Linked DNA regions of Mus musculus: all the other regions are linked to region 2. Evidence: chromatin contacts called from public promoter capture Hi-C data. All regions are on one chromosome and are shown on one strand. Each heading gives the region's core, a stretch centred on a gene start, on an enhancer-like site or on the middle of the called end of the contact. The rest is flanking DNA. Distances are from core to core; before and after follow the strand shown. Region 1 holds the start of Pomgnt2 (protein O-linked mannose beta 1,4-N-acetylglucosaminyltransferase 2). Region 2 holds the start of Topaz1 (testis and ovary specific PAZ domain containing 1). Region 3 holds the start of Tmem158 (transmembrane protein 158). Region 4 holds the start of 1700048O20Rik (RIKEN cDNA 1700048O20 gene).

Evidence for each region. Promoter capture Hi-C pulls out the DNA fragments that hold promoters and counts their contacts.
Region 1: a contact with region 2 is called in a promoter capture Hi-C map of embryonic stem cells, with 2.8 times the contacts expected there. The contact joins the promoter of Pomgnt2 here to the promoter of Topaz1 in region 2. A contact is called at or near these places in 3 of 39 promoter capture datasets (embryonic stem cells, hippocampal neurons and second pharyngeal arch cranial neural crest) and 1 of 115 datasets of contacts at active chromatin or transcription factors (embryonic forebrain).
Region 3: a promoter capture Hi-C map of pre-B cells shows a contact between it and region 2, with 5 times the contacts expected there. The contact joins the promoter of Tmem158 here to the promoter of Topaz1 in region 2. A contact is called at or near these places in 15 of 39 promoter capture datasets (the 3T3-L1 cell line, 3T3-L1-derived adipocytes, the C10 cell line and 9 more), 6 of 15 datasets of contacts at CTCF or cohesin (CD8 T cells, the NIH/3T3 cell line, embryonic stem cells and 3 more), 111 of 484 Hi-C or Micro-C datasets (3T3-L1-derived adipocytes, the 63-12 cell line, the AML12 cell line and 60 more), 6 of 115 datasets of contacts at active chromatin or transcription factors (astrocytes, bone marrow-derived dendritic cells, embryonic stem cells and 1 more) and 3 of 9 other capture datasets (adipose tissue, liver and macrophages).
Region 4: a promoter capture Hi-C map of embryonic stem cells shows a contact between it and region 2, with 3 times the contacts expected there. The contact joins the promoter of 1700048O20Rik here to the promoter of Topaz1 in region 2. A contact is called at or near these places in 2 of 39 promoter capture datasets (embryonic stem cells and hippocampal neurons) and 1 of 484 Hi-C or Micro-C datasets (cerebellum).

What each region holds. Positions count from the first base shown.
Region 1 is chr9:121,991,723-121,998,886 of GRCm38.p6, reverse strand. Pomgnt2 (protein O-linked mannose beta 1,4-N-acetylglucosaminyltransferase 2) reads left to right here and starts at 2,861. Exons shown (of 2, transcript NM_153540.4): 1 at 2,861-3,011. Gm39463 (a long non-coding RNA gene) reads right to left here and starts at 2,901. Exons shown (of 2, transcript XR_871388.3): 1 at 2,441-2,901.
Region 2 is chr9:122,744,159-122,751,080 of GRCm38.p6, reverse strand. Topaz1 (testis and ovary specific PAZ domain containing 1) reads right to left here and starts at 3,882. Exons shown (of 20, transcript NM_001199736.2): 1 at 3,519-3,882; 2 at 407-2,837. The coding sequence starts at 3,735.
Region 3 is chr9:123,258,601-123,266,146 of GRCm38.p6, reverse strand. It overlaps Tmem158 (transmembrane protein 158), which reads left to right and starts at 5,358. Exons shown (of 1, transcript NM_001002267.2): 1 at 5,358-7,090. The coding sequence starts at 5,602. The coding sequence ends at 6,462.
Region 4 is chr9:121,932,647-121,940,406 of GRCm38.p6, reverse strand. 1700048O20Rik (RIKEN cDNA 1700048O20 gene) reads right to left here and starts at 3,132. Exons shown (of 5, transcript NR_033553.1): 1 at 3,088-3,132; 2 at 2,245-2,431; 3 at 906-988.

The DNA of each region.
Region 1 (7,164 bases), core at 1,612-4,111, 750 kb after region 2:
CTGCCTCACGCTTCTGCCTCCATGCCCTCCCACCGTGAGGAACTGTATCTTCAAAGTGTGAGCCAAAAGAAACCCTTTCTCCATTAAGTGACTCTGCCTAATATTTTGATGCAGCCAAGATAAAATTAACTAATACAGTCGTATAAAACTTAACTAATACAGTGCTATTCACATAAAACTAAAGACTCAAGATTTCCTCTTCATTCAGTGGGAGATTGCAGCAGCCAGCTGTGCTGCTCCATAGAGCATATGAGGCCTCTACAGATTACATGTCCCCCAGATCTGTAAATAATCTCCCAAAAGACCTTGGGTTGTTTATAAAGAAAACTTGGAGTCTCTATGGGAAGCACAACAACTGAGCAGTCTGTATATCTTCCAGGTTTTGCAAGTATTAGTCAAATTTGCTTGACCTTGGTGATTTGACTTGGATACAATGTATTCCGATCTGAACCTCCAGACAAAGGACTAAAAAAAAAATGTGAAGGCTTATATTAGTTACTTTGTATCATTATGGTCAAAGTGCCTGAGACAATGTAAGAGAATAACTATCTCAGCTCAGAGTTTCAGGGTGTTGGATCCACACTTGCTTGGCTCCATTTGCCTGGGCAAACATGGCTGTGGGAGCATGCGGCTAGCAGACAGATGGGAAGCAGAAGGGAGTGCCAGCACTCAGTTCAGTCACCCTCCTTTTATTACCTTGAGGCTTCTGGCCAACAGAACAGTGCCATTCACACATCGGAGTGTTCTCGATTCAGTCCTCTCTAGAAACACCCTCACAGACACACCCAGAAGCGTGCCTCACTAATCTCCCAGGTTATTCTAAATCCAGTCAAGTTGACAGTGTGATTTTCACAAAGCTGATAAAAACACACAATGGTAAGTGTCCCTTAGTAAAGGGGTTCCTGGAAGAAGGACTGAGTGGCTCAGTGGGTACAGGTGCTTGCTCAATAATTTCAACAAGTAGATGCCAGTCAATGTCAAAGCCATTTGAAAACAATAGACCAGAGAAAGCAGTTCTCCCTCCCTCTCTCCTTCCCTCCTTTCTTTCTCTTGCCTCTGAAACATCTTTATTTGGAAGTACTCCCTAATTTTGACAGGTCCTCCCCACAGGCTAACAAGTACACTGCCCCAAAGGCTTATTCTACCTGCCATGTATCAAACCTGTCAACAAAATCCCCTTTATGAAGGGAAGAGCCTTTTGGAGGTGTGATCTGCTTGGTGAGTAGCTGCAGCAGGCTGGATAGCTCTACTCTCACCCAGAGCCCCCTTGGAGATGAAGAGCCATGGACTCAGTTTTCAGGGCTCCTTACAGACAGGAGTCTCTCTGAGACACAGGCTCTGCCAAGCACGTGCACACTGTGACTCAGATGAAGGAAGAGCACTCTGTGAGATGGCTTATGCATGGGGAATGGTGTCAGAGGAAGCTGACCTCCTTATCTCCAGATAGCATGGCATAGTTCTTGGACATGGCTTGGACACTGTCATCAGAGCAGACCCTAGATGCAGAGTCTGTTCCTCCTCATCTTAATGAGCCCACATGTCACTAAATGTTCCTTCACACACATTGTTCTGCTCAAGCCAGCCAGGGTAGACACATTGCCTGAAACTAAGAACCCTCTGAGATAGGACAAAGGTTGAGGCCTGAAGGGCCAGGGGGCCAGTTATGTGGAGCTTCCACAGACTAGTGCAACCCTTGAGGCCAAGAAAGAGATTGTTGCTTTTTAAAACACCAAAAGCCAAATGGGGGGAGGTAGGAAAAGAGGAAGAATCCAGGCAGCACAGGTAGGGGCTGGGGGAAGCAGGAAGCCACAGGGCCTTCTTCATGGTACAGGCAAATGGTGCCCAATCCAGAAATGATCTGCCTTGTGGCCAGTGGCATTGTTCCGACTCTCTGTGTCAGTTCTTCAGTGCACTCTGTTTGATCTTCTCACAGGTATGTGTATGTGTGTGTGTGTGTGAGAGAGAGAGAGAGAGACAGACAGACAGACAGACAGACAGAGAGACAGACAGAGAGAGACAGAGAGACAGACAGAGAGAGACAGACAGAGAGACAGAGACTACTTTAGATGAGTTTGTAATAACAACCATGAGAGTGAAGCCCACTGAGGTCTGAGGTTCTGGGAAGGCTTTGTGGCCAACCGGGCCAGTTGGGTGGGGGTGGGGGAGGGGAGGAGTGAGGAGGGTCCCTTAATATATACCCCCACCCCCAGCCCAGTTCTCAAAAGGACAAGGTTCCACATGACATTTGGGTCATCGTGTCAGAAGTGTCACAATGTCCATTTCCCAAGTGAGAAATCCAGCCGTTTTGGTCAGATTCACCTGATGTCAAGTCCGAGCTCCAACACTGTCATCTGACACCCACTCATGATAACACCCCATCAGTTTGGTTGTAAAGCCAAATGGCAGTTCCCAGAAAAAGTATAAAAGAGACATAACATACCTGACAAGAAGCCTGGTAAGGGAGGAGCGATCCATTGGCTCAGGTTTGAGGGGAGACGATCCGAAGTTAACTGAGCACAGAAGCCTTCAGTAATGACCATGAACAGCTCTGTTCAGTCTTTGTGCTCATCTACAGTGAATACTTTAACTGCTGAGCCATCAATAGTCTCTTTATGAGTCTTAAAAGCATGTCAAGGTATGGATTATTTTTTCTCTAACAGATTACATATGAAGATTTCTGTATCTTGTATTTAAGTTTATCATCAGAACTCTCATAATTGGGTAAACAGAACACCAAGAAGAGCTTCTGGTCTTCCCAGGCTCGTGCATGCTGCTCGCTTGAAAACTACAATTCCCAGGATTCTGTGAGCCGAAGAGGTGATCCTGGCCGAGGTCCGAGAGGCGGGTCCCAAGGCCCGCGCACGCGCCCGGGTTCCGGAGTTTGAGCTCGCCAGCAGGGCAAGCACACTAGGAACACCTGCGACACCCTGTCGGCAGGTGGGCAGCGCGGGCATCTGTGGCGCAGCTGGGCCCCGGGCTCGGAGCGGACGGGGCACAGAGCCCGGCTTCAGGTGAGGCGCTAGGCCGGGCCGGGCCGGGCTTGGTGCCCGACCCTGGACTGCAGGGGAGGCCGGCGGGCTTGCCGGACCCAGGGCGGTAGACGCCGCCTGCAGCAGGCGCCGAGGTGGGAGGGGTGGGCCTGAACCGCCCGGCCCCCGATGGCGCACTGGACCGTTCGGCTGGAGCCTTCACTGCCTCTGACCGCGGGGACGCACATGCTCGTGCCTGGGAAAGAATGGTGCACATTTGGCACAGGTGGCGTGGAGCAAGGAGAGATGAGCAGTGGGGGCCTGGGCTGCGCCAGCTGCGTTTGAAGCGGTGCCTGGGTCGGCCTGTTGCTGACCTTTAGGCAGTTGGGGCTCCGTAGAGAACCACCCGGATGGACGGACAGTCGGAGTTAGGAGTTTGTCTGCTTGACAATGGCGGGGGGGTGGGGGTGGGGGCGGCTACTGACGGACGACCCTGATGGACTTGCCTATAGGAACCCGTTTTCTCATCGTTAGTGGGAATCCGGGGTAAAAGTTTGGGACCTTCCACCAGAATCACGCTGCAGGTTGTGAGCAGCCAGTATCCTCTGACCTTATGCCAACCAGCCCCGAGCCTGTTGGTGTAGATGGTTTTAGGCTTATGGGACATGTGAATATTAGCACAATTCATTTACCATGTGTGGACTGTTCCAGGCACTGGGAAAATCTTGGCTCCTTTACCGGCCATGTCCCCATAAGTAACTCATTCACTTTCTCTGGTCCCTTCCTTCATCCTCTGTAAGACAGAGTGAAAAAAGACCTTCTTTGAAGAATTGCTGTGAGGCTTCCATGAGGTAATGCTGGCAAAGCTTTCTGTCTGGGTTCTGAACACATCAAATGTTAGCATGCACGACCACCAACTCTATAGACAAGGTTGGAGTTCTGGTTCCGGGTCCTGTCTTTTCCACAGACTAGCTGCTCTCAGGCTTTTAGGATCAGCCGGCCCTTTCACATGAAGGATCCGAGTTCCAAGTGGTGACAGAGTTAGAAGAGAACTGGATACTTTATCCTCAGAGGTGAGAGCTGAGAGCCCCTGGGGGCCTTGGAAAGGGAGGGAGCTGGTGAGTGGATTCACCCTGGTGGAGCATCATCCTGGTGTGCTGGACTGTCAGGGCCGTCAGGGTTGGTTTGTTTGCTAAGGATGAATCCAAAGCCTCCTGCGTGCTGAGCAAACATTCTGCTACACCCGTTCACTCTCTACTCTTTGCTTTGATTCACGGTCTCAGTAAGTCCTAGACACACCTAAGCTATGATCTTCCTGCTTCATCCTCCCCAGTAGCTGGGACAGCAGGCCTGTGACATCAGCCCAAGCTGACGACATGCTTCTAACCAACCTTGGACTTCTGGCTGGCAAGTTCTTGCTTTCAGAAATAGCAGTAATAAGCAAAGGCTTCTAGAGAGCCAGAATATTAAATTACTCAACACTCTGTTCCCCAGAGGCCTTGTCAGTCACCTCAGCATGGTTGTCTGGAGGGACACTCTCCCTCAGGAGATGCTAAAATGATCCCCAGGGCTTTTCAAGTTGGGTGAGAGATATGGCAGGGAAGGAAGACTCCAGACAGGCTACCATGGGCTTTGCAATTCAGGCTTGAGTTTGAACTTCAGCCCCTCCCCATAATAGCTACAGTGTATTGAACAATACATATAGCAGTCCCAAGCATATGCCCTTTAGTGTGTTTCATAGTACTTGCCTTAGGTTATAGCAGGGATGAGACCACATATGCAGAACTTAGAGTGCTGCCTGCATAGAGTGAGAGTCAGTAAATGGGTTTTTATATTGCTGCTGTCTTACAGAGTTGGATAATTGCCAGGCACAGAGCTTTGCTTCTGTTGGGTCACTGGGTCCACAAACCTGGAACCTCCCTCTTGGAATAGTATAAGTGTCCTGCCTCAGACCAGTAAGTGGAGGCCTGGAGCAGTGTTGTTTAGCTGCTAAGCAGTGGGGCTGGAACTCACCTGACAGCTCTTATTGCTGTTACATTCTCTGCTGCTTCTGCACTCTGCTGTCCTGGGACCCAGTTAGGATGCATGGCAGGCATTTCTGTGTTACAGTGGGATCTGAGCAACACATTGGGCTAGAGCTTGACTAGCTGTTGTCCCATGAGTGGTGATACTGAAGAAGGCAGTCCCCTGGGTGAGGCGTTAAGAAGAGGCAGCCTGCAGGAAGGTCTCCTCAGCTCTGGACCTTGTGGGTGGGTGAGTCTGCAGCTTGGGTAGGACATTGAAGGCTTGCTTGGTCGGGGAAACCTTGTTTATCTGCTGGGAAAAAGAAGAGAGAGAGAGAGAGAGAGAGAAAGCAGCGTGCATCTCAGGCAGGGCCCTGTTTAGGGAGCAGAGCTTTTTGGGTGTGAGGTGAGGGAGTCCGGTGCTGAGTTCCCATGCAACCACTGTATCCCTGGCTGCCTGAGAGACTTCACTTATAAAGACTCGGGAGAATTCATTTTTCAAGGGCTCTTTCAGTTGTAAAAGGTGGTGGTTTTGTAATTGTGCATTGATGGCTTAACCTTCTCAGCCCAGCACCAAGGCAGTGGGAATAATTGTCACCCCAGCTTGTTACCCTGACTCTTTACAGTGAAAGAATAGCCACAGCTTCCGAAGCCACCAGCCACAGCCAGGTGTTTCCTCTGCCTGGCTGGGTGAGAGTAATTACAGCAAGAAGCCTTGAGTTGCTAAGTTACCATCAAAGGCCTGTGGGTCCGTGTTTCCAGAGCCTTCCATGTCTGCTCTGCCCTTGAGTCAGAAAACTTCACTGCTGTGAATTCTGCCCTGCTCCAATGCCTGAGATTCTATCAGATAGGATGACAGCTGGGCTATAAGACCAGAGGTACAGTTTTCTCATATTGAGAGAAAATTAAGGTCTGGGGTTGTAGTTCGGTGGTTTGCCTAGGTCATAGGCCCAAGTTCAAACCCCAGCACTACCACAGGGAGTTGGGAACTTCTTCAACCCCAGGCTGTGCCTCAGCAGATGAATCGAGGTGGTGGCCAAATTGGCCTTACCCCTTTGCACTGGATCAGTCTCTCCCTGATCTGGCCAGGATGTGGATGAATCTTTCATTTTCTCTGCCTTCTCGCATTCTTGCCAGTGTTGCCCTCAGGCCCAGTGTGTCTATAGGCAAACCAGGTTTTCCATGCTGCCTGTGGCAACAGGTGTTGGTGTAGCCTCGTACCAACACTTGGTCTTTCTCTCCACTCTTTAGAAGAGCAGCGGGCATTCCTTGTCATGCAGTGAGCACTAGGCCTGAGTCACACCTCAGGAAGGAGGTCACAACCCTGGCCTGCCCAATGGATACCTACCATTGTTGACATTGTAGTTCGGGCTTTCTGTGGATTGTCAGCTCACTAGTGATAAGCCATACCCAGGGACCCCAGTGGAGGTTTGGAGCAGGGACCAGGGCACACCCCGAGGTGGCTTCAGGAGCTGCTCACAGCTGTGATGCAGCAACTATGCTAAGGACCTAGAGAAGCTGTCCAGGCTTTTCTCAAGAGGCCTGCCTTTTCCTCTGGCCAGCACCAGAGGATGACATGACACCTCCAGTGCCCCTCGCTAGAGGCTGTTCAGGCCACCCTTCTCTTACCTGGCCTTATCTTACACTGCATTCATGCCACAAGCAACAGTGTCTACATAGGCTGGGGTAGAATTTCTAGAAAGTTTCAAGAGTGGAAGCTGTCTCCATCTGCACTATCCCGGAACTTCAGCTTGAAGGTCATGTTAGCAAAAGCTGGAGTCAGCGGCATTGAGCCTTGAGTAGTGGGAGGGATCCTAGCTGGATCTAGAGATGTAGTGGGAGAGATCCAAGCTGGATCTATAGAGATCTAGTGGGAGGGATCCTAGCTGGATCTAGAGATCTAGAGGGGAGGGATCCTAGCTGGATCTAGAGCTCTAGTGGGGAGGGGTCCTAACTGGATCTAGAGATCTAGTGGGGAGGGATCTTAGCTGGATCTAGAGCTCTAGTGGGGAGGGGTCCTAACTGGATCTAGAGATCTAGAGGGGAGGGATCCTAGCTGGATCTAGAGCTCTAGTGGGGAGGGGTCCTAACTGGATCTAGAGATCTAGAGATCCATTCAGAGGACTGTGGGGCTTCACAATGATGTAGGACAATTTCACATTGAAACTGAGAACATGGCAGAATCACCTGGG
Region 2 (6,922 bases), core at 2,633-5,132:
ATTAATTTAACTTTTGAATCTACTTGCAAGTCTTATTTCAAATAAATTTCAGGGCTTCTCTGTTCCCTGAAAGACGATTAAAAAAAAAAAAAAAACTAACAAGAAATCCACAGAAAATGGGCTAATTCATCAGTAAAACTGACTAAAATGAGCTCATATACATATTTCTAATGAAAATAAACTCAACTGATGAAGAAGTCACTTTATAAATTACTTTGATTTTAAAAGCTAATCTGCTTTATATGTTTCAAGAAATATCTATTTTTAACTTTAGCATAACACTTCTAGGAATTAGCAGTAATTTGCTGTATTTAATAAATAACTATTAAAAATGGTGTGTCAACACCAAAGAGTGCTGTAAAACCCAACAATCATCTGAACCAAAGGCATTCTTGAACATGCATACCTCAAATCGCCTGGTTCTTTTTTCCCTGGAAGGTGCATGTGCTTAAAATCTGCTGTTGGTTGGTCTTCAGATACTCTGGGCTCCTGGCTTATCTTGGAGACTTCTGAAGCAAAGGAAAGATCCCCCTCACTGGAGATTCCAAAGAGCTCTGGATCATCTTGAATTACATCAATCAAGAGGACATCATCTTCATATGCTTTAAGAATATCTGGAAACCCCAATTTGAGTTCTGAAATGCTTTTAGTCATTTTTCTACCACTAATTTCAGAGGAAATTGGCACAAATGCTTCTTGTTTCTTAGAGCAGAAGGAACTTTGATCAATATATCCAAGATCACAAGAAAAGGTATTATTTTCAATTTTCATAGAAATAGACTCCTTATTTGAAATAATATTTCCTGGTTCAGAGATGTGATTACATGCTTTATTATCGTAACCTTTCTTGGTAAAGCTCGAAGAAGTACAGGAATTCTTATTGTAGAATGAATGAGAACTAGCTTGCCCTGGAGCTATACAACTATGTAAATTCAAAGACTGTGGTCCTGAAGTTGTACAGATATTTTCCTTATTCCTATTTTGTTTTGCCTCTACTCCAGATAAACTGTCAAGTAGCTCTAGGGGGCTATAAGCTTCTCTCTCAGATGACCTGGCACTTACTGCTCCTCTTTTTCCTGTCTTGTTCTTTAGTAAAGGGATTTTAAAATTAGTCAGCCGTCCCGTGTTTAATATTTTAACCAAGTCCGGTGCCACAAGTGTTTGCTTAGTAATACAAACTTTTCGATGAACAGTTTTATTTGCACAGTTATTTGTTTCCTGGCTCTCTTGGGATGCAACTGTTAAATTAAGTTTTGATAAATTCCCTTTCCTTTTCTTATTTCCTGTTAAGCTTTGAGTTATATTACTTAACTGGGTGTCTTCAGTTGCATTAGAAACTACCTCTGCCCCATTTCTGCTGGGTTCCTCTAACTTTGTCTTTTTATCATGGGACATAGCTTCCTTTATATCCATCACAGTAGATTCTACTGAAGAAACTGAAGACAAACAACTTAAATCAGAATCATACATTTCTTTTCTTGAGGACTCAGTAGTTCTTTCTGTTAAGGATGGTTGTAACAGTTTAGAGTCAGGTAAGTGAGTCTGGTTCATTTGGTGTATTATAGAATCATGTTGCCTAACATTTTCCAGTGGCCCCAGAAGTGAGTAATTTAAATCTGACAAGGAAGTCTTTTTCCAACACTGGGCAGATATTCTAGCACAAGAATAAAAAGGCCAAACTCTTTTACCAGTCATTGGTATTGTTCTGCAACAGCTAACCTTTGACTCTTCAGTTTCACTTCTCAGATCTCCCCGTGGAGATCTCTTTTCCATATGATGGCCGTCACTAGGTGATTTCACTGTAGAGCTTATCATCGATTTATTATATTTTTCTGGCTCTATACGTTTGCATCCTAAGGACTCTGAAGTATTTTTTATATCCTCTTTCAAACTTGATTCGAGGGTTTTCTGAAGCATAGCATTTATGTGATGCCTAGAACTTGTTTTCCCCACTGTTTTGGGGAGACACAAATGGTCCACCGGAGGGAGTGTATTATGGTTTATTTTTCTTAAAGCTTTTAGAAAACTTTTTTTAGGTTCTAAGGTCTCTGCTTCTTTCCCTTCCATACCCATTTGGTTTTCTTGTAACACCAACACAGAATTGTTACATACATTAGACAAAGTAAGATTAATATTTTTTTCTTCTTTTCCAGACTTCATTTTTTTCCTGTGTTTTCTCCCAGTGTTGTTCTCCTCTACTGAATATTTGTTTTTTTCACTTTGAAGGCAAGAAGTCAAGCCATTGTTTTTATTTTGGTATAAATGACTTTCTTCAAGCAGTAACTTACTGGCTATTACACTTTTTTCAGTTTTTAAAAGCTTAGTAGTAGTTCTTGTGTCATCTTTCTCTGCAAGATTCCTAAGGTTTTCTTTCTTTAACTTCAAAGAGTTCTCTTCAGTGTGTAGACATACATCATGAGGTTTATCCTCAAAGTTGTTTTCATTATTACAACCTTCAGAATGGAGAAAACTGTAATCATGCAATTCAAAGCTGCAATTTTTTTCTACTCCAGGTGATAAGCTGTTACAAGAATGTTTTGGGGTATTCTTGAACAGTTCATCTTGGAATTCAACTTTAATATTTTGTGTTGCCTCATTTTTAGTTATTTCAAGAGGTGGATTTTCTAAACTTTTACATTTTTTAATTCGCATTCTTCTTTTAATACCTTCTCCCAATTCTTCCTTATCCAAAGACTGTAAGAAAGCCATATTTTGAAATTCACTGCACTCCACTGTTTGCAAAGACTCCGAACTGGTTATTGATGTCTTTCTTACCAGGTCAGTCCCTGGCTGTGGATCATCACTTGGGGCCTCAGTAATTTTTCCATTCTCTTTGGCTGATCAAAACAAGAAAACACACCAGAAGACATTTTTACACTGGGCAGAAAGAAGCAATATCAGTTAACAGAAAAATCTGTGAAGCCATCCATTTGTATTTTCCTGATGAGCTATTTAGACATACAAACTGATTTTCATATTAAGTATTAAAAATTTTTAAACAGGGTCCATTGCATAACACAGGCTGACCTCGAACTTGAGATTCTCCTGCTTCAGCCTCCCACCTGGTAGATTATGGGTGTGAATCGCCTTGGCCAGCTTTAAGATCTAATTAAGAACTAGAAATAAACCTCTATAAATTCTAAAACAGCAGAAAAACCTTTATAGATAGCATCATTTACTCTAGTTAAAACAAACCACTAGTATTATTAATTCCCTCGACAGTAATTATAATGATTGAGCTCCTAAATGGGCATACACTTATTTAATTTTTTTAATCCTTCCCATCTCACCTCTCCTCACCAAGTGCACTGGTAAATACCACACAAATACAACTAAAGGTTAGTAGTAGAGCAAAGACAGAGGCAGCTGAGGAAAAAAAGGCTTCGGGGTCGGGGTGACCACCAGCTTCCTTACTGCGTCTTCTGGGATGAGAGAGGGTTCTGCCTCCTTCACTGCTCTAGGCCCCCTGTTCACCGACCCTCCTCTGCTTGCTACCTTCCAGGACGCGGATGTCTCACCCAACTTGTCACCTTCTGTCTCTTCTCTCCCAGAAGCCTGGGTCACCATCCTCTGCTTCTGCCTGCTCTCCTCCTCGCACCCCCTGGCCTCCAGGCTGCAGCCTCCCCCCTCGCCTGGCTCTGGCGTCAGCGGAAGGCCTCGCTTCCTCAGGCCTCGGGTGGTGCCTTTGCACCCTGGCTCCTTGGTCGGGTCTGGGGGCGTCGCTGGCGGCCGCATCCGCCCACAGCCGCCCACTCAGCCTCTCTGGGAAGCCTAGACGGCCTAGAGCCGCTGCTCCCCCTGCAGGACACAGGCTACTGCCCACCCTGGCCCGGCCTGGCCTCGCTTCCGACCCTGTACCCGACACTACAGGAAGCGGAAGTCGGTGGGCTGGGCTCGGCTGGGGGCAACTGGCTGAGGGCCACGTGGTCCGCCCGTCCACTTGCTCCCTCGAAGAGCCCTGGCTGCACCCGGAGGTGACAGGGTCTCACCCCGGCCAGAGCCTCACCGCACAGGTTTGTGGTGGTGCCTCCTTGGGTTCCTCACCCTTCTCCAGACCTGGACTTCTGGAGGTGCCTGTTTCAGCACTGTGACAATGGTTGTCTACAAGTGGCTTCTAACTGCCTCCAACACTCCTGCGAGTCCACTGTCGCTTACTTCTCAATATGGCTGTCACATTATCCAGATAGCTCAGAGATACCCCAGCTGCTGACATGCAAAATACCATTTATTTCTGTAAAAGGTTGCTTCTCCGGTGTTGGCGGACAGAGGTTTCTAGATGTTCTTCTGGATTCCTTGCATGTTGATTTATCAAATCTGCTTGGTTCTATTTTCAGCCTTCGTTACTTCTCCCCCTTTCCCGTTACTGCGGCTCTGGCCCTTAGACTTTGACCTACAACACCATGCTTCTAATTTTATTGATGTCTCCATCCTTGTGTTAGTCCAGTCAAGTTTGACCAGCTTGCCAGGCCATGCCTCTCCATTGAAAGAGGATCCTGGTATATGCCCCATCTTGACCCTTCACAAACCTCCTTTGCTTAAAGATTGGAATGGAGTTTATCCTCCTTGTGTGTTATTTTGGATCCTGTCTACTGTGTCCATTTGTGAATATTTAATCAGTACTGACCTTGTAAAAGGAAAGTGTTCTTTTGTGGAAAAGGTTGTGGGTCTGGTGGTCATTCAGAGATTCACCAGTCTGATTCAGGTTTTAGTTTTAGTAAGTTAGAGGATTTTTATTAAAAAGAGACTGGCCAGGACTAGAGTTCCCTAGGCAAGGCCCCAGTTATTGTTAATCTAAGGGTTATAAAGGCAAAAACCATAAACTAGTAGTTTTGGGAACTAAATCAACTCATATCCTATCTGGGTTCAGGCAAGGCTTGCTTTTCTAACAGGCATCTCAAAGGTGTCTCAGATAATCCAAACAAGCAAGCATTTGATACAAAACTGGGCCTTAGCAGTTTAGCCTGTTCAATCTTGTGACCCATTACCTTGTAGAATAGCTGAGAGAGTAAAGCATTTTGCAACAATCAGCATTTTTTTTTCTTTTAAGAAGAGCCCAACCGTACCAGGAAGTAGTCCATTTTCAGGTCAGCTCACAGGGTACATTTAAGGTAGGAGCAACTTCCTCATTGCTTATACAAGTTAAAAACAATTTGGTTTTACAAGCCTAGCACAGTAAATATTTCCTCTAAACAATGTTCACCATTACAGAACAATGTTACCATTACAGGTAACTTCTAATCATTGCTAATTTTGCTTTGTTGTTGTTTTGAGACGGCCCTGGAACTTACTGTGTAGCTTAGGTTGGCTTTGAACTTGGACGATTCTCCTGCCTGACTTCCGAGTGCTGGAACTGCAGGCCTGAGCCATCACTGGGAGCTAATGGGAGCTTTTAGTTTCTTTTTTGTTTTCCCTTTCAAACAGATATAAAAGTGATAAGCAACAGGAACTCAAAATAACACATGCAAGTTCTTTCTAATAGTTTAATCGATTTCCCATCCTATTGCAAAAAAATTAATTTTCATTTACACTTAAATTGTTTCATAACCATTTTAATACTCCTGATCCATGACTGTATTTGTTCTTCTTACTGAACTTGTAGTTAAAAAGTGTACCTGATAAGAAAAATAGACTTCTTAACACATATCCACATCTATAGGCTCCAGCCTATCTATGCACTAGTTCTTAAAATGATTCCTGTTTGTGTGCCTGGCAAACTTCAAGTCACCCCTCTTTGACAATCAACCTTGTAGAAAAGCTTTCTGTTACCCTGGTCATTACCCTGGAGGGGTAAGAAGTTCCCTTTGGCCATTAACACATCATTTATTATTATTATTATTATTATTATTATTATTATTATTACTTATTGTTATTTTAAGTGTATTGATGTTTTTGTCTGTCTGTCTGTTTCGGTACCACGTAGTGGTTTGAATAAGAATGGCCTTCATAGGTTCATATATTTGAATGCTTAGTTATCAGAGAGTAGCACCACTTGAGAAGGATTAGGGGGCGTGGTGTTGTTGAAGTAGGTGTGGCCTTGTTGGAGGAAGTATGTCACTGAGGATGGGCTTTGAGGTTTCAAAAGACCATACCAAACCCAGAGTCTCTCTTTTTTCCTACTGTCTGCAGACTTAGATGTAGGACTCTTAGCTCTTTCTCCAGAACTTTTTCTACCTGGATGCTGCCGTGTTCCCTGCCATGATAACAACAGATTAAATCTCTGAAACTGTAAACCAACTCCAATTCAATGCTTTCCATTATAAGAGTTGCCGTGGTTATGGTGTCTCTTCACTGACTAAAAGACATGTGTGTTCCTGGTGCCCACAGAGGCCAGACAAATCTGTGACCCAACAGACTAATATCACCCAACAAGTGACAGGTTTTCTAGGTCCCTTTTCATTAGGTGTAGGGGCACTGGTTCAGATTTGGTTACTTCCTGGTAGGGTGGGACCACGTGGGAAGGGGGAGTCAGGAGTTGATAGGCTGGGGTTCAAAGGCAGGTATTAGTGTAGGAGCCTTTGGTTAACTGCTATCCTAGAGACTTCAAGAATCCATTCCTGGAGGAAAAGGAGAAGGCAAGGGGCTAGAAGAAAAAAAAAACCCAAACAAATGACAACAATCTGTCCCATAATAGGGGCAAGCCAGGCAAAAGAAGAGACTGCCATCAGAGTAAGGGAGAAGTGGGTTGTTTATGCCATTTGGGGATCTTTGCTTCATCTTGATTTTTAGTATCACTGCAAACCATGAAAAGGGGGCTTCTTTCCTCTATCCAGAAGACTGCATGTATATAAATTTAGAACAATGAGAAGTAATTTTAAGCCCGTACTTAAAAGATAACCAAAGGAAATTTAAAATCTTGAGCTTGTAACTATGATAATATGAGCAGTACTGTACCAGAGCTATATTAAATAGTTTATCAGAACTC
Region 3 (7,546 bases), core at 4,109-6,608, 510 kb before region 2:
AACCACAGTAGTGGTTCTGGAGATGGTAAGGGCAGAGCTCAGGGTTCTGTGAAGAACTGAGTTCAGGAAACCAATCATTAACAGGAAAACCATAACCCAGAACTTATCTATCACGATGCTTCAGACTGGGAAACCGTCCTTAAGTATTTCAGTGTTGGTGGAATTCATGGATAGGGACCAAGTACCTAGTAGTTGGAAGGCTGAAGAGTTGCCAACATAGTAGGGCTGTATTTAAGAACAATGTTGGACAAACTGCATTTTGGCTATCACTACATCGCTGTACAAGGGACAAAGTACTCTGAGTCTCAGTTTAAGTCATTTGTGATCTCTTCCTCATGAACCATGGGAAGCGTGCACTTCAAGTGTTTAACCCAGCAATGAACACACAGTGTTAGTAGAAGACAGTTTTGGGGGGTGTAGGTAATACCATCATGCCCATCCCAGGCAGGTGTTCCTTTCCTCTAAGTTTCTTCTGGCTAGTGCCACCCAACACCATCCTCTTCCTGGCTCTCTCTTAAGCACTCTCTATCTCTCCAGATCAGCAGGAGCTTCTGGGTGTCCTTGCTTGAATCTTGCTAGATGCCCAGCATGAAAACAAACAAACAAAAATACAAGTAGTGGCCCTGCCCGTTACAGGACTAGAATATCTGCAAATGGCCATGAAATATGCCAAGACAGAATAATCCTAAATAATCACTTAAACTGACAACAGTAGCCTTGCCCCAGGAACCCATGACTAAATGAACTGTGCAGGCTGTAATTGCTGCTGGAATGCTTCAGATACTAATGTTCCCAGCGACCACGGTAGTCACAAGAATAAATGTGCCTGCAAACCCTAGAGATCTGGCTGAGATCCTAGGGGTCTGTGACCGCCAGACTATGCAGAAACCAGGACAAGAAACTGTCAGAGTTTTAGCTCACCAAACCCCAGCGGGCTTCCAGACCTGTTTCCATGGCCGGCTGGTGTGAGCTATCGATTCCAACATGAGGCCCGAGTTATGGTATGAGAATGGGTTTTCTTAGGAAGTGAGCCAGGCATGCAAAGTCATCCTTTCCCACTTAAGATTTTCCTCAGGCATACACCCAGCACTAAGACCACACCTTCTGCAAGGGACTTTGACATGGCCTAGGACCTAGTTTCTACCCTCTTCATTGCTCCATCCCATTTTTTTCTTTTTTGTTGTGATTTTCTGGGTCTTCTGTGGTTCCTGCATGTTTCTCAGTCTATAATATGTGGCAATCATATATGCCAATTCCACCCAGAATAAGAGAGGGCTGAGGAGTGCCTGCACCTGCAGCACTCTGAGGTGTTGAGTCAGAGGACTCAGATAACCCAGTTCAGTCTTTCAAAGCTACTGCTTCAATAGGCAGGAGGAGAAAAAATTAGCTAATACCAGAGAGGGACACAGGAAACGGGAGGATGGAATTGCTGCACATTTTTTCTACTAATTACTTTCTTTGATGTGCTCAGTTGTTTTGTGACAATACATTCTGTACAGGAAAATTGCCCATCAACACTGTTTTATCAACAAAGCAGTGATTTATCAAACCCACCTCTCTTCTGGGATTTAGGATCTCAATAGCTTCCACCCAACCCCCTCCAGGGTTTCTCTGTGTGGCTCTGGCTGTCCTAGAACTCACTATGTAGATTGGACTGGCCTCAATTCACAGAGACCTCACAAGTGCTGGGACTAAAAGCGTGAGCTACCACTGGCTAGCAGTCTCATTTGCTTTTATTTCTTCAATCTGATAAAGAGCATCTAGGCTGTTTCCACCTTTTCCACTCCCTAAACTATTGCTCATATTCTGTCTCTGTCTTAACCCAGGCTGCCGAATTCACTAACTCCCTCCTCCTTCTCTTCCTCCTCCTCCTCTCTCTTCCTCTTCCTCCTCCTCTCCCTCCTCCTCTCTCTTCCTCCTCTTCCTCCTCCTCCTCTTCCTCCTCCTCCTCTTCCTCCTCCTCTGGCTCATGTAGGGGTGGGTTAACATATCTATATGTGGGTGAGTGTGCCTTGTATGACAGAAGTTGATATTAGGTGTCTTCCTCTATCACTCTCCTTATATTTCAAAACAGAGTCTTCCTAAAACAAGGTGCACGCTGATTCAGTTAGACTGGTTACCCAGCAAGACCCAGGAGCCACTTGTCTCCCCGTGCACCTGGTGCTGGTGTTACAGTTGTGTACGTTGTGCCCAGCTTTTATACAGGTGCCAGGGATCTGAAGTGAGGTCCTAATGATTGATTATACAGCAAGCACTTTAACAGCCAGCCATTTCCCCAGCCCCTACAGTGTGCTATGTCAAGTTCTGTTGAACAAAACAAAGTCCTGCTTGGGAAAGGGGTCATTCAAATGAAAGAAGGAGCAAGAGGCAAACAGAAAGCATGCATGGGGCAGCTCACAATGAGGAAGGTGGGATGTAGCGTGGGACTAGGAAGGTAGGTGCTTGTTATTGTGAAAGGGTGGGAAAGGCTCTCTGAGGAGCTGATAGTGGAACAGAGATGGAAAGGAAGCGAGGGGCAACCAAGACAGACTTCAGGGAAAAAAGAAAACAGGTTATGTAAAGGCTTGAAGCTGAAGTTCACTTCATGTATTCCTGGGACAGCAAGGAAGCCTGCACACCTGCAGCAGAGCAGGAGAATGACAGGCGTGGTAAAAAGGAACCTCAACCCGTGAACAGCTACAGCTCAGGCCAAGCTCTCACCAGCAGACAGACCCTCTCAGTGACCGGGCCCTGGGCACTCTAACTCCTGGCTTGTGTTCCGTGAGCCTAGTAAGCTGAAGGGAAGAGCACACACAGCAGTGATGGCGAGGAAAGGTAGCGTGAGCTGGGCGTAGTGGCGCTCACCTGTAAATCCAGCACGTGGGAAACAAGCAGCTTTCTTCTGGTGACACCGGTATCATCACACCATAATGCTGTTGTGTCATAAGTAAAGCAACTGACCCTCAAGAATGCTTACAGTAGTTAATCAGAGCTTTTAAATGGGCAGATTCGTCAGGGAATAAGTACTAGCAGAGCCTCTGTCATATACCAGCAGACAAGACAGAAGGTAACTTGTCTGGATGAAGGTGTGAAGGGCTATCATGTCAACAACTTGGCAGGGACTTCTTGGCTCTCCAAACCAGACTTGCTTCTTTGCTTGTGGTTGGTTGGTTGGTTTTTGAGACAGGGTCTCAGGCATTCCAGTCTAGACTTGAACTATGTCAAGCTGGCTTTGAACTCCTGATCCTCCCTCAATTTTCTAAGTGCTGTTACAGTTGCATGCCATCATACGCAACTGCAAACAAGTCTGTCATTTTCCCTTCCAAGTTTCCCCCACCCCCATCCCCACCCCCACCTCCATTGTACAGACACAGTAAGGGAACCCCTAAGAAGCTCAGCATGTTCCTGCCTAAAGTTCCAGAAAATGTCACCTGCTGTCATGGATAGAGACCTGACTCAAGACTCAATCCTTGACAACTAGGCCCCTTTAAGCCCTAGGGATCACATGATATCCCTGTTTTGAAGTAGGCTCATATTTAAACAAGGCTGCCACACCAGGTAGTATATTTTGTTCCTTAAAAGGATAAGTCATTTTAAATAAGAACATGAAACTGCACATTGTCCCATCTGGGAACACAAAAGTAGATAGATAGATAGATAGATAGATAGATAGATAGATAGATAGATAGATGTGTGTCCTGTGCCTCAGGGACATCAACCTTTTTTACAGAGACCAAGAATCCAGTCACACTGGGCTGGATTTGCAGGAATAGATAACCAACTGGCCAGCACTGAGAAGGTGGGGTAGATGCTGGACTGCAAGCTCCATTAACATAACACAGTCCCATGCAGGGTGGGTGCCAGCCGCCCGGCTGTCACTCAGGGAACCAAGACCAACAGAGAAGACTTGGTACTTTGGGGAATTCTGTTTATAAGGCTCTCTCTCTCCCTTCTCTCTCTCCCCACTTTCTCTCTGTCTACCTGTGTCTCTCCCTCATTCCAATGTTACTATTTGTTAGAAAACAACTTAGAAGATGGGTTTAGTGGTACATGGCTTTAGTCCCAGAACTCAAGAAGCAGGGGCAAGTGGATCTCTGAGAGTTTGAGGCCGGTCTGGTCTACATAATAAGTTCCAGGACAGCTAAAGCTACGAAGTGAAACCTTGACTCAAAAGAAAGAGCAGGAGAAAGAATGAAAGAGAGAGAGAGAACTATTTAGAGAAATATATTTAGCACTTTGTACCCAGCAATGGCTGTCATCCTGTCCTTCACAGGCCCTTGGGAAAGCTTAGCTGGCTTAGAGGGAGGGTCACTCTTAGATTTACAGAGCACAACTGTTTCAAGCCATTTTAGGGGTCAGTTGACATTAGTTTCCAAGTGTGAGGCCAGAAAACAAGGGAAGTGCAGTTTGCTCCTTTTTGTGATGGGGATTGAACCCTGGGCTTGCTAGGACACTAGGAAAGCACCCTTCCAACTGAGCTGCCTCTTCTTCCCAAGAACGTTTTTTGTTCTTTACAGAAAGCATCTTTCTGTGTAGCCCAGGCTGTCCTCAAACTCATAATTCTCCTCACCACCTTAGTACTGGATTTTGTTTATTTGAGACAGGTTTTCAGGTAGCCCAGGCTGGCCTCTCCAAGGAACTTGGACTCTGGATTCTCACTTGGGATTACAGACTTGTACCATCAAGCTCAGGACTCAGGTAGGCTTCTTAATATAAATTGTATCCTATTAAATTACTCTTGACAACTCCACCTCTCCACAATATACATCCCGGAAGACTGATATTCATGGACTCTAACATACAAATTTTTTGTGTCTATGTGCACACTAGACTGCAGGTGTCCTCAAGCATCCGACCTGTGGGATTTGCATTCCCATTGCCCCAACCAACACCAAAACTTCAGAATTTTGAGGATTTTTTTATGAGTTCTCTTCCTGTAAAACAAAACAACGAAACAAAAACAAAACAAAAAACAAAACAACAACAACAACAAAAAAACCCATATGTATCTATTGTGGTGAAGACACATTAAAACCAGCCAGACTCCAGATCTGAATTTCTGAACTCAGCAGAAAGGTACAAGAGTCCTGTCTCTGGCTCCTGAGGTAGCCCGGAGACTTTCTCCCTTCTTAGTTTCTCCTAAGCAGAAAGGAGGTACTGATTAGCTCTCCTGGGGGCGTGACAGAGGGACTGTCTGGGCTCCGGGACTCGCTCTGGGCTTCCCGCCCTCGGGGGTCCCCTCGCTCCGCCTCCACGCACCGCCCTGTCGCTCAGGTCTTCAGTTCCCGCCCCTGCGAGTGGAGCCCCGCCCTCCCAATTCCCCGCACCCGGTGAGCCGGGGGCGGGGCGCGCGGAAGGCGGAGCCGAGCAGGGGAATCCTCTCTCGTTTCGCCGCGAGCCAGCAGAGCCTCCTGGCCGTCCAAGGGCCCCAGCTCTGGGGGCAGCGGAACCTCGACGAGCGGAGTCTGAAGAGGCCATCGCGGCCCGTGAGCCGGTGTCGTCCCAATACACTGGCAGAGTTCCGCCTCGGCCTTCCAGGCCCCGCGGTTCCCTCACCGGACGGTCGCCTGCGCGCCATGCAGCCGCCGCCTGCCCCGCGCGCGTAGGCGCTCGCCACAGGCCATGCTGCCCCTTCTCGCCGCGCTACTGGCCGCCGCCTGCCAGCTGCCGCCGGCGCACGGCGGGGCCACGGATGCGCCCGGCCTTGCAGGGACGCCCCCAAACGCCTCGGCCAATGCGTCCTTCACCAACGAACACTCCACCCCGCGTCTGCTGGCATCGGCGGCATCGGCGCCCCCAGAGCGCGCGGGCCCAGAGGAGGCTCCGGCGGCGCCCTGCAACATCAGCGTGCAACGACAGATGCTGAGCTCGCTGCTCGTGCGCTGGGGCCGCCCGCGGGGCTTGCAGTGCGACCTGCTGCTCTTCTCTACCAACGCGCACGGCCGCGCCTTCTTCGCCGCCGCCTTCCACCGCGTCGGGCCACCACTGCTCATCGAGCATCTGGGGCTGGCGGCGGGCGGCGCGCAGCAAGACCTGCGCCTGTGCGTGGGCTGCGGCTGGGTGCGCGGCCGCCTGCGGGCTCCCGCCGGGGCTCCCACCGCGCTGCCTGCCTACCCGGCGGCCGAGCCGGGGCCGCTGTGGCTGCAGGGCGAGCCTCGTCACTTCTGCTGCCTGGACTTCAGCCTGGAGGAGCTGCAGGGCGAGCCGGGCTGGCGGCTGAACCGCAAGCCCATCGAGTCTACGCTGGTGGCCTGCTTCATGACCCTGGTCATCGTGGTGTGGAGCGTGGCCGCCCTCATCTGGCCGGTGCCCATCATTGCCGGCTTCCTGCCCAACGGCATGGAGCAGCGCCGGACCACCGCCGGCGCCCCCGCGGCCGCTCCTGCAGCCGTACCCGCGGGGACTACCGCCGCTGCCGCCGCCGCTGCTGCAGCTGCTGCTGCTGCTGCCGCGGCTGTCACCTCGGGGGTGGCTCCTAAGTGACCCCCTCCGCCCCGCGTCCGCGCTGTGTAAGCGCTCGCACGCGCCTTCCTCACCGGAGACGGGGCAGGTGCGCTTCGTGCTGTCCTTATTGTTCATCCTTTTCCCGGGAGGGGACCGCAGAGAGGCACAAATGAGGTGGGAAAGTGGGGTTTGTGCTGAGGTTCTGGTTCGGAAGAGCAGGGGCAAGCTCTCGGGCTGAAGGGTGGGATCCACGCGTGGCTCGAGGACACAAGGGAAACCGGCTCTTTCCCCTGCGGCACCCCCTCCCTGCGCCCACATGCCCTTTATTTATGGCAGAAAGTGACCAGATCCTGTGTATTTGTTTTATATATTTAATAACTGTTTTAAATGAAAGTTTTAGTAAAAAAAAATACAAAACAAAAAGATTCAACTGCTAAAGCTGTGGTAACAGGAGCTCTTTGTATCTGAATGTAGTTGTATTTGAAGCTTCTTGTTTGTTTTTTTAAAGGGGGGGACGAGGGAAGATTTGACACGGATTTATTGTAATTGCTTACAAAAGAACTTTATGAATCTTTTCCAAGTCGATCTATTCAGTGACATGGCCTGGTGGGCGTTTCTTCTTGTATTAATGTGGTTTTCTGGCTTTTAATACAGACATTTTCCTCCAGAAATGTGTATGTTTCCTTTATTTGCTTTTGGGAGAGGGATCCAAGACGCAAATGAATCATGAAGAAATTCCTGAAAAGAGGGGCGCCATCTGTCTTCCTGGCTGAGACAGGTGAAATCGCTTTCAGAATGGTTCCGATGGGGATTGCTAATCAGTTCACTGGGCCCCAGACACGTACGTCCTTTCTACAGAGCACAGGTTCACAGCGCTTGGCATAGTTTGTTTTCACATGGTGCCCCAGGAAAATCAATAAATAGTTCTGTGAGCCAAGTGTCTTTCACAGAACCACCTCGGTAGGTGTGGTGAATATACAGTATATATACATGTTCTTGTGTGTGCCCACTCACTCCTGAATGCATTTGTGTGGGGGAGTCAGAGTCAAGTGCCTTCTCCAGTTACTCTCCACCTTAGTTTTTATCTTGGTCTGTCTCTAAACACCAAGCAGGTAGATTCAGC
Region 4 (7,760 bases), core at 1,883-4,382, 810 kb after region 2:
GTGGTAGAGTGCTTGCCTGGTATCTTAGAATTAGTATTGATATGATGAAAAAAACATGAACAAAACCAAATTGTGGAGGAAAGGATTTATTTGGCTTACATTTCCACATTGAAGTCCATCATTGAAAGAAGCCAGAACAGGAACTCAAACAGGGCAGGAACCTGAATGTGGAAACTGATGCAGAGGCTGGCTTGCTTCCCCTGCCTTGCTCAGCCTGCTTTCTGATAGAACCCAAGACCACCAGCCCAGGGCTGGCACCACCCACAATGGGCTGGACCTGACCTTATCAATCACTAATGAAGAAAATGCCTTACAGGCTTGCCTACAGCCTGGAGGCTTTGAAGGCATTTTCTTAATTGAGGCTCCCTCTTCTCAAATGACTTGAGTTTGTGTCGAGATGACATAAAATTATGCAGCACACATAGTATGCCCAAAGCCCTGCATTCAGTGCCCAGTCCAGTGTCAGGGGGAGGTGTGGGGAGGATATCATTGGCTGGAAAAATAGTCTAGTGAGTAAAATAGTTGTTTCACAAGCACGAACACATGAATTTAGATCCCTATCACCCACATAGAAGCTGGGGATGAGAGCAGGTATCTGCACCCCCAGTGTGGAGAGATGAGCAATCCCCATGGCTTTGGAAAGGGCACAAAGTAGAACAGCTTAAAGTATTAACATAAGTGATAGTCATATGAATGTATATATTTCAAAAAAGTGAGAGATACAGTTGAAACATGTGTGTCAGTTAAACCTCAGTGAGAAATTTATAAAATAAACAATAGATTAATGTAAATGTACTCATAGGTACAAGCTTGTATGTATATATGTACATATACATGTATGTGTGCATATTTGTATATATGTACATATATAGCATTGTAAACCCACACAGGTATGTACAGCTTACCTGAGGCTCTGCTTTTATGGTGATATCTTCCATGATCAAATCTTTCAGTTCTGTAGCAAATGCAGGCTTAGATTTTTCAGGACCTGAAGGTAAACAGAGAAACTATTAGTGACAACACTTGTCTTCTTCAGCATACAATCCTTGATTCATCCTGTTTTGAAGGCCCTGTGAAGTATTATTCGTCAGTTACTTCTTATCAGTAGCAATTCTAGTCTTAGCAAAAGTGAGATGGCAGGCACAATGGAGAAGAGGTTCATCCAGGAAATGTATAATGATAGCCTGTACTGTTAAAAGTATAATTTCAGTAATCCAGAGACAACAGCAAGGTACAGATACAAGAGGAATAAGTGTATACATAAAATCCAGTGAATACTGACAGACCTAAGAACCAGCCTAGCCCCTTGCTACTTAATAATAATTACTATCTTTTTTTGTAAAGCAAGTCAAACAATTTAAAGGTGGTTTATTAGGAATATTTTTATGTTTTCTGGCTAGAGATTGTGGTATATTTGTTCAATTTTATAACAGTAGCAGTGAGAAGGAAAACACTATCCTGTTAAAGAAATCTATGAACTTCACAATATGATTTCAAATATTCTAGTACAGGGAAGCAAAGCAGTCTCGTTTCTTAGTTATATTTTCTGCTCTGGGTAAATTCATCCTTTAATAATTAGAAAGTAAGCCTGCTGTCGTTCAGAGGAGTGGATGGGCGAGATTTGTGCTTGAAGATAATACCTGAGATGTGAACAACTGCCTGTGGCATGGATATCTAACAGATAAAAATATGAAGAGTATAAAGGACGGTACAAAGAGCTAAGTCAAGACATTTTTCATATAAACATCGAAAACTGTTAGATCCAACACACATTAGGTGCTTTCTTACAAATACCTTTTTGGGAATTAACATTAACACACTAATCAGCAGCACTAAGGTTTAAGTCATGGAAGACACCCTGACAAAAATGCCATGTCCTCCGCTGCCTTGTCCTACACTTCAGGTCCGCCTGCTTAAGGCCCACTGTGCCATTTTCCTGCACAATCTTCCTGCCTGCATCTCAAGCTGTTCTGCTCCAAGCCTCTTCCTCACCGACCCGGGTGTCACCCTCCCTGCCCAGCCTCATTGGGGCCTCCATGTCTCTCCCTGTAGTTAGGCTGTAGAAGCCTTTGACCCTCAGCGCCCTCTTCCCGCCCAGGCGTCGCGTCCACAGCGCCCTCTTTCCATTTCAGACCGCGCCCCTCTCTCCAGCACCCCGGTAGGCAAGCCTGGGGCCCAAGAGGACCACCTTCCCTCCCTCAGGTCCATGCCAACCAAGCCTTCCTCATGTTTCCTCACACTCACCTACGGAGGGATTCTAACGGCCTCTCACCATCCACGCTCTCAGGTTTTAAAGATTCCTGGCCCGGAAATACATCATCTCACCGACCGGCCAATCCTCTGTGAGTCTCTCTAGGAATCTTGGAGGACCCCATAATCTTGATCGCGCTGTGCGTGGTCTAGCGAGAGTCAGGCTTCTTGACAAAGCGACCTCGTCAGAGAGGAGGCAAGAGCAAGAAGAAAGGTTGTTTATTCCACTGAGCAGTGGGCAGTGGACCTGCCCAAGTGAACTTAGGAGCAGGAGGGCTGACTCCCTATTGAAGATGCTAAACATTTTCCCACCCTACATGGCTCACCCATACAAGGCTGCTTTTCTCTGTTTCTAACTGAAGTTCCTAAGCAGCGCTACAAACCCCTCAAAGCGGTGGCCCGCCCCTCCTTCCTGTCCCAGCCTACAAGATGCCCACAGGAGCTGTCAAAAATGACGTCTCCACAACACCTCTTCTGCCTGCAACTGACACAGGTGGCACATTTCCTTTCCCACCTCAGCAGGAGCTGTCTGGAAGAAGCAAGCACTCTGCAAATCAGTCCAAGTGGCAGCCAGCCCCTCCTTCCTGCTCCAACCTATAGCCAGTAAGATGCCCCTCCGGAACTGTCAAAGAATGGCAGCAAGAGGACATTTCCTCAGTCTGCAGGAGGCTCATCCCCTTTCCCGCCATCAGCAGGAGCTGTCCCTCAAGAGTTGTCTATGGTGGCAACACCTTTCTTGCCTCAGCCTACAGCCTTAGGAACTATCTATCCCACAGGAGCTGTCCACAGTGGCAGCACCTCCTCTCCACCTCCCCAGCAGTTCCACAGAGATGCTACCTCAACCAAAGCCACCTGCAGCCAGGAAGGACCTCTCATCCTAACCCATAGGTCTAATGCAGGGAAAAGGTGGTGGGGAAAAAAGCCACCAATCACTGAGCAGGAGAACCCACCAATCACTGAGCAGGAGAACCCACCAATCCCTGAGCAGGAGAACCCACCAATCCCTGAGCAGGAGAACCCACCAATCCCTGAGCTCCCCAAACTCAGGACTTGAAATCTCACCAATCCTCATCCGGGAAATCTCTGCTCTGAAAAGCTTTGCCTCCTAAGAAATTCTACATAAGCCCTGCCCTTTGTCCAATTCTCTGCTGTCTGCTTCTGGGAACAGAGGGCAGCCAGCCATGTCTGGATTCATCCCTCCTTACCCTGAATAAATCTCTTTCATGAGACTTTCCACCTATCGTGACTCTCTCATCAGGAAAAGCCAAGAAGCAATAAAAAGATGGAACCGAGTGAGAAAGTGGAGCAGGGCTACCTTCCCCTGGGAGCTACAATGCCTCTGCTGAGGAGGCTTCCTATCGGCCGTGTCTCAGGGTTCCCTTCCACTGGGATACCTGACCCTTCCCCCTCAGAACTGTGCGGTTCCTGGGCTTCCAAGGCCCAGGTTTCCCTGCCATCTGGGCAGAACCACTTACAAGGACCTATAGGAGGAGTCAGAGGTGTGGAAGATCTGAATGTGGCTGGATTCATTTAGAAAGTATGGATGCCTTCCAAGAAACCTTGAGGGCCAGTTGAACAGAAGTCCAGGCTTGAACTAAGTGATCTCATTGTGTACCACAAAGACATTTAACATTAAAAAAAAAAAGTGGTGCAAAAAATTTGTAGACTTATTTAGACTGGGCTTCCCAGATGCAGACTCAAGCACCAGCAATGGGCGTGCTTGCCTGGCTCCTGCTGCCACCTCTGATATCTCCGAGAGGGGTTGAGCTTTATACTGTTCTATCTCTTACTCATGCTCAACTTTTCTTTGTTAGAGTAGAGATGCAGAGACAAGGGATAAGCAACTCCACAGAGCACCTGCCCTCCCCCCACCCCTCACTTATAGACCTGTGTCTACAGGTCAGGAAAGAGGTAATGTGAGGCTCTAGAGATGAGAAAATGAGGTTAGCCATTTCTAGGAGAGCTGAGCTTGCAGTGAGGCCACTGTTTGCGGAGCAGGGTATTTCAGCTGGCAGGTGGTAAGAATCAGGGCATCAGCTAAGGTGTGGCACATGGGGACAAGATGTCACTAAATGTGACTTGGTGCCACTAGAGCTGATATTTTCTGCCGTTTGTTTTGTGATGGGTTGGGAGAGCAATGGGGCCAGACTTCAGGCATAGATTTCAGAGGGCTGCTTTGGGCTGAATTGGGATGTTGCCATGGAACAGATTTTGGAATTAGAGATTTTGGAGGAGCCAGATGTTGTTGCCATGACTTTTGGTGGTGTCCTGAATCAAGGGGTTCAGTCTGAAGAGGACAAAGGGCTTAGATAGCCCATATCTCATTTATTATTTTATGTGTACGGGTGTTTTACCTGCATGTCTGTGCACCGTGTGCATGTAGTGCCCACAAAGGCCAGAAAAGAATATTAGGTCCTTTGGAATGGAGTTACAGGTGGTTGTTAGATGCCATGTGGGTACGGGAAACCAAAACTCAGTCCTCTGAAAAAGCACCGAGTTCTGTTAACTGCTGCTCCAACCCCTGGGTTAGTTTAAACCACAGGTTCAGGTGCTGGAGAGATGACTTGGTAGTTAAGAGCACTTGCTGCTCTTGCAGAGGAACAGAGTTCAGTTTCCAGAACCCATGTCAGGTGGCTCACAACTGTCTATGTCTCCAGTGCTGTCTTCTAGCCTCCTGGGGCACCATACATATATGTGCATACACATGCAGATACACCCACACATACGCATAAATAAAAATAAATATGCTTTTGAAAGACAGGATACAAAGGCTAATAATAGGGAAATAAGGAGAATAAATAAAAGGGTAGCCAGCCAGGGTTGCCATCACCCCCATTGAACCATTGTGCTTACGAGGTGGGATGCTGGCAGGGTTTGGATGTTCTGCGTGCCATCTTCTTGCCATGTCTCAGTCTACCCTGGGATGGTTTATAGAGAAGTAGCACTCTTGCTGGAGGAAGAAATGGGTACTCTCTTTCTCTGTCGGAAGAAGATTCAGGGCTCTGTAATTTCTAAGAATGACACCTGCAGTGAGTCTCTTTGGTTCCAGATGGTTGTGATAATGGCAGCTATTCCATCTGGGATTTCAGAAACAGCCATGGAAAGCTTTTGGAAGTAAGAGAGTTGGGGAAATGCCAGCTGTCTGCACCAAGGACAGAAGAGATGCCTGAGACAAGAAGAGCCGTCAGTGGGAGGAGATTGGGGTTGAGGAGAGAATTGAGGCAAAAAGGGAGATCATTTCGGTTTGATCGTTGGGGAGGAATTCAGTGTCCATACATTGGAAAACAGAAGTACAGATGCCAGACCTGGGGGATAAACACAAGTTGATGTTCTACAGAAGAAATCTCCTGAATAGCTGAGACAAGAGTACAAAAAAGGGTATGGAGACATGAGAAATGTCTGAGAGAATACATCTCAGTTTTCTTGGACAGTGCTCTCATTTTTTTATTTTAAGATGAAATATTCTCCAGATAGGACAGCCTCAAGTTGGGTTGAAGGTTGTATAAGAACAAATTAGGGGCCCTTGTATACCTGGAGTTTAACCTCGAACAACATTGAGTCAACAGATGTGGTGATGAGTTGGGTTGAGTTGCCTGTATCCAAATACAGTACTGTATCCAAATACAGTAATGGTATAGTAGGTGCCAGAGGGAGGAAGGGGACAGTGGTGATGTGGTGTGGTGATGAGTTGGGTTGAGTTGCCTGTATCCAAATACTGTACTGTATCCAAATACAGTAATGGTATAGTAGGTGCCAGAGGGAGGAAGGGGACAGTGCAGGCAGAGAGTGGCTGAGGGAGTGTGGTGGTAGGTGGGGTCTGTTAGGCAGGGGTGAAAGAGTTCTTAAAGGACTAGGGACTGGAAATCTTCTCATTGTTTTTATAAATGGCTGGGTGCTGGATAGATGATGAGCAGAGGGGAAAGATTAAAGATCTAGTTGTGAAGGGGGTATTGCCCTCGAAGACATCATAGGCTGACCTCGAGGAAGCAGGATAGTGTAGGGTGACAGGAAGTGGGGATTATCCACAAATGGTTTTCGTAAGGGACACTGGACAGATTAGAAGAAACAGTCACTGTTGAGACTTCTAAAATAGCTCTCCTGGGTGATGTCTTTCTGCAGTGTCTCCTACAGAAAATACAGTTTTCAATGAGAAGGGCCAATGATAAAGAGCATTTCCAGAAAGATGCAAAGTAGGTGATTGTGATTGACTGAGAAGAACCAAGAGACAGGAGTAATAAGGAAATTTGCTCTTTACTGAATACCCGTTGATAATCTCATTTTTGCTATGATAAAGGCTTTCTTTATAGCTAGTCAAAAGTAAATAAATTTCAAAGAAAAATGTAGCATTGGTCCACAAAGAGCCGTAACTGGAGTCAAAACTCACAAACATGAAATGTCCTATTGTTCTGGTTTGGTTTGGTTTTGGTTAACTTGATATAAACTACATTCATCTGGAGAGGGGCACCTCAGGAGAAAATAATTCCATCAGACTAGCCTTGTCTTGATTAATGATTGGTGTGGGTGAACCCAGCCCACTGTGGACTGTGCCCCCCTTAGCAGGTGCTCCTGGATTGTACAAGAAAGTAGGATGAGCAAGCCATAAGAACAAGCCAGCAAGGAGCGCCACTCCATGGTTTCTGCTTCAGTCCGTGTCCTGCTTAATTAAGCTCCTGCTCTAACTTCCCTCAGTGATAAACTGTAAGATGGAAATGTAAAATGAAATAAGCCCTTTCTCCCCCAAGTCGCTTCTGGTCATTTTTCTATCACAATGATAAAGCCCTAGTTAGGTGGTCTCTTTCTTTGTGACCCTGAACAGTATTTCTAACACTGTGAAAAACCAGTATTATCAATGAGGCCAACAGTGACATGCCCATGTTTAGAGCTGAACCCGCTGTGCTCTTTCTTGCTGAGGCTGGTCGTCTCCAGAACTAGTAGCTATTTAGAGGATTCTGGGAAGTGAGAAATGATTTGTAGCCTGAGAGAATGGTAAAGAGAAATTAATGGTCTCTATCTCTGTCCTGACTCCTTGAGCCCTAAGATGTTCTCTCCTTCTAAAAAACTGAGTGTGTACATGTGTGTACGTGTGTGTACATGTGTTTGTGCCAGTTATGTGTGTGCATGTGTGTATTTGTGTATGTGTGCATGCGTATAGATGTATATTTGTGCATGTGTGTGTGCGTGTGTGTAGATGTATACTTGTTCATGTGTGTGCACATGTGTGTTTGAGCATGTTTCATGTATGTACATGTGAGTCTGTGCATGGGAAGGTTAGAGGACAATCTGAGAATTCTCCTTCTATTGTGGGGCCCAGGAGTTGCTTTTGCACACTGAGCTTTCTTGCTGATCCTGGTATTTCCCTGTTAACGAAGGCTGCTCCTCACCTTCCACAGCTCCATAACCAGTGTGGCCAGGTGCTTCTCCAGGTGCTTCTCCAGGTGCTTCTCCAGGTGCTTCTCCAGGTGCTTCTCCAGGTGCACCTCTGCCAGGTGCTTCTCCAGGTGCTTCTCCAG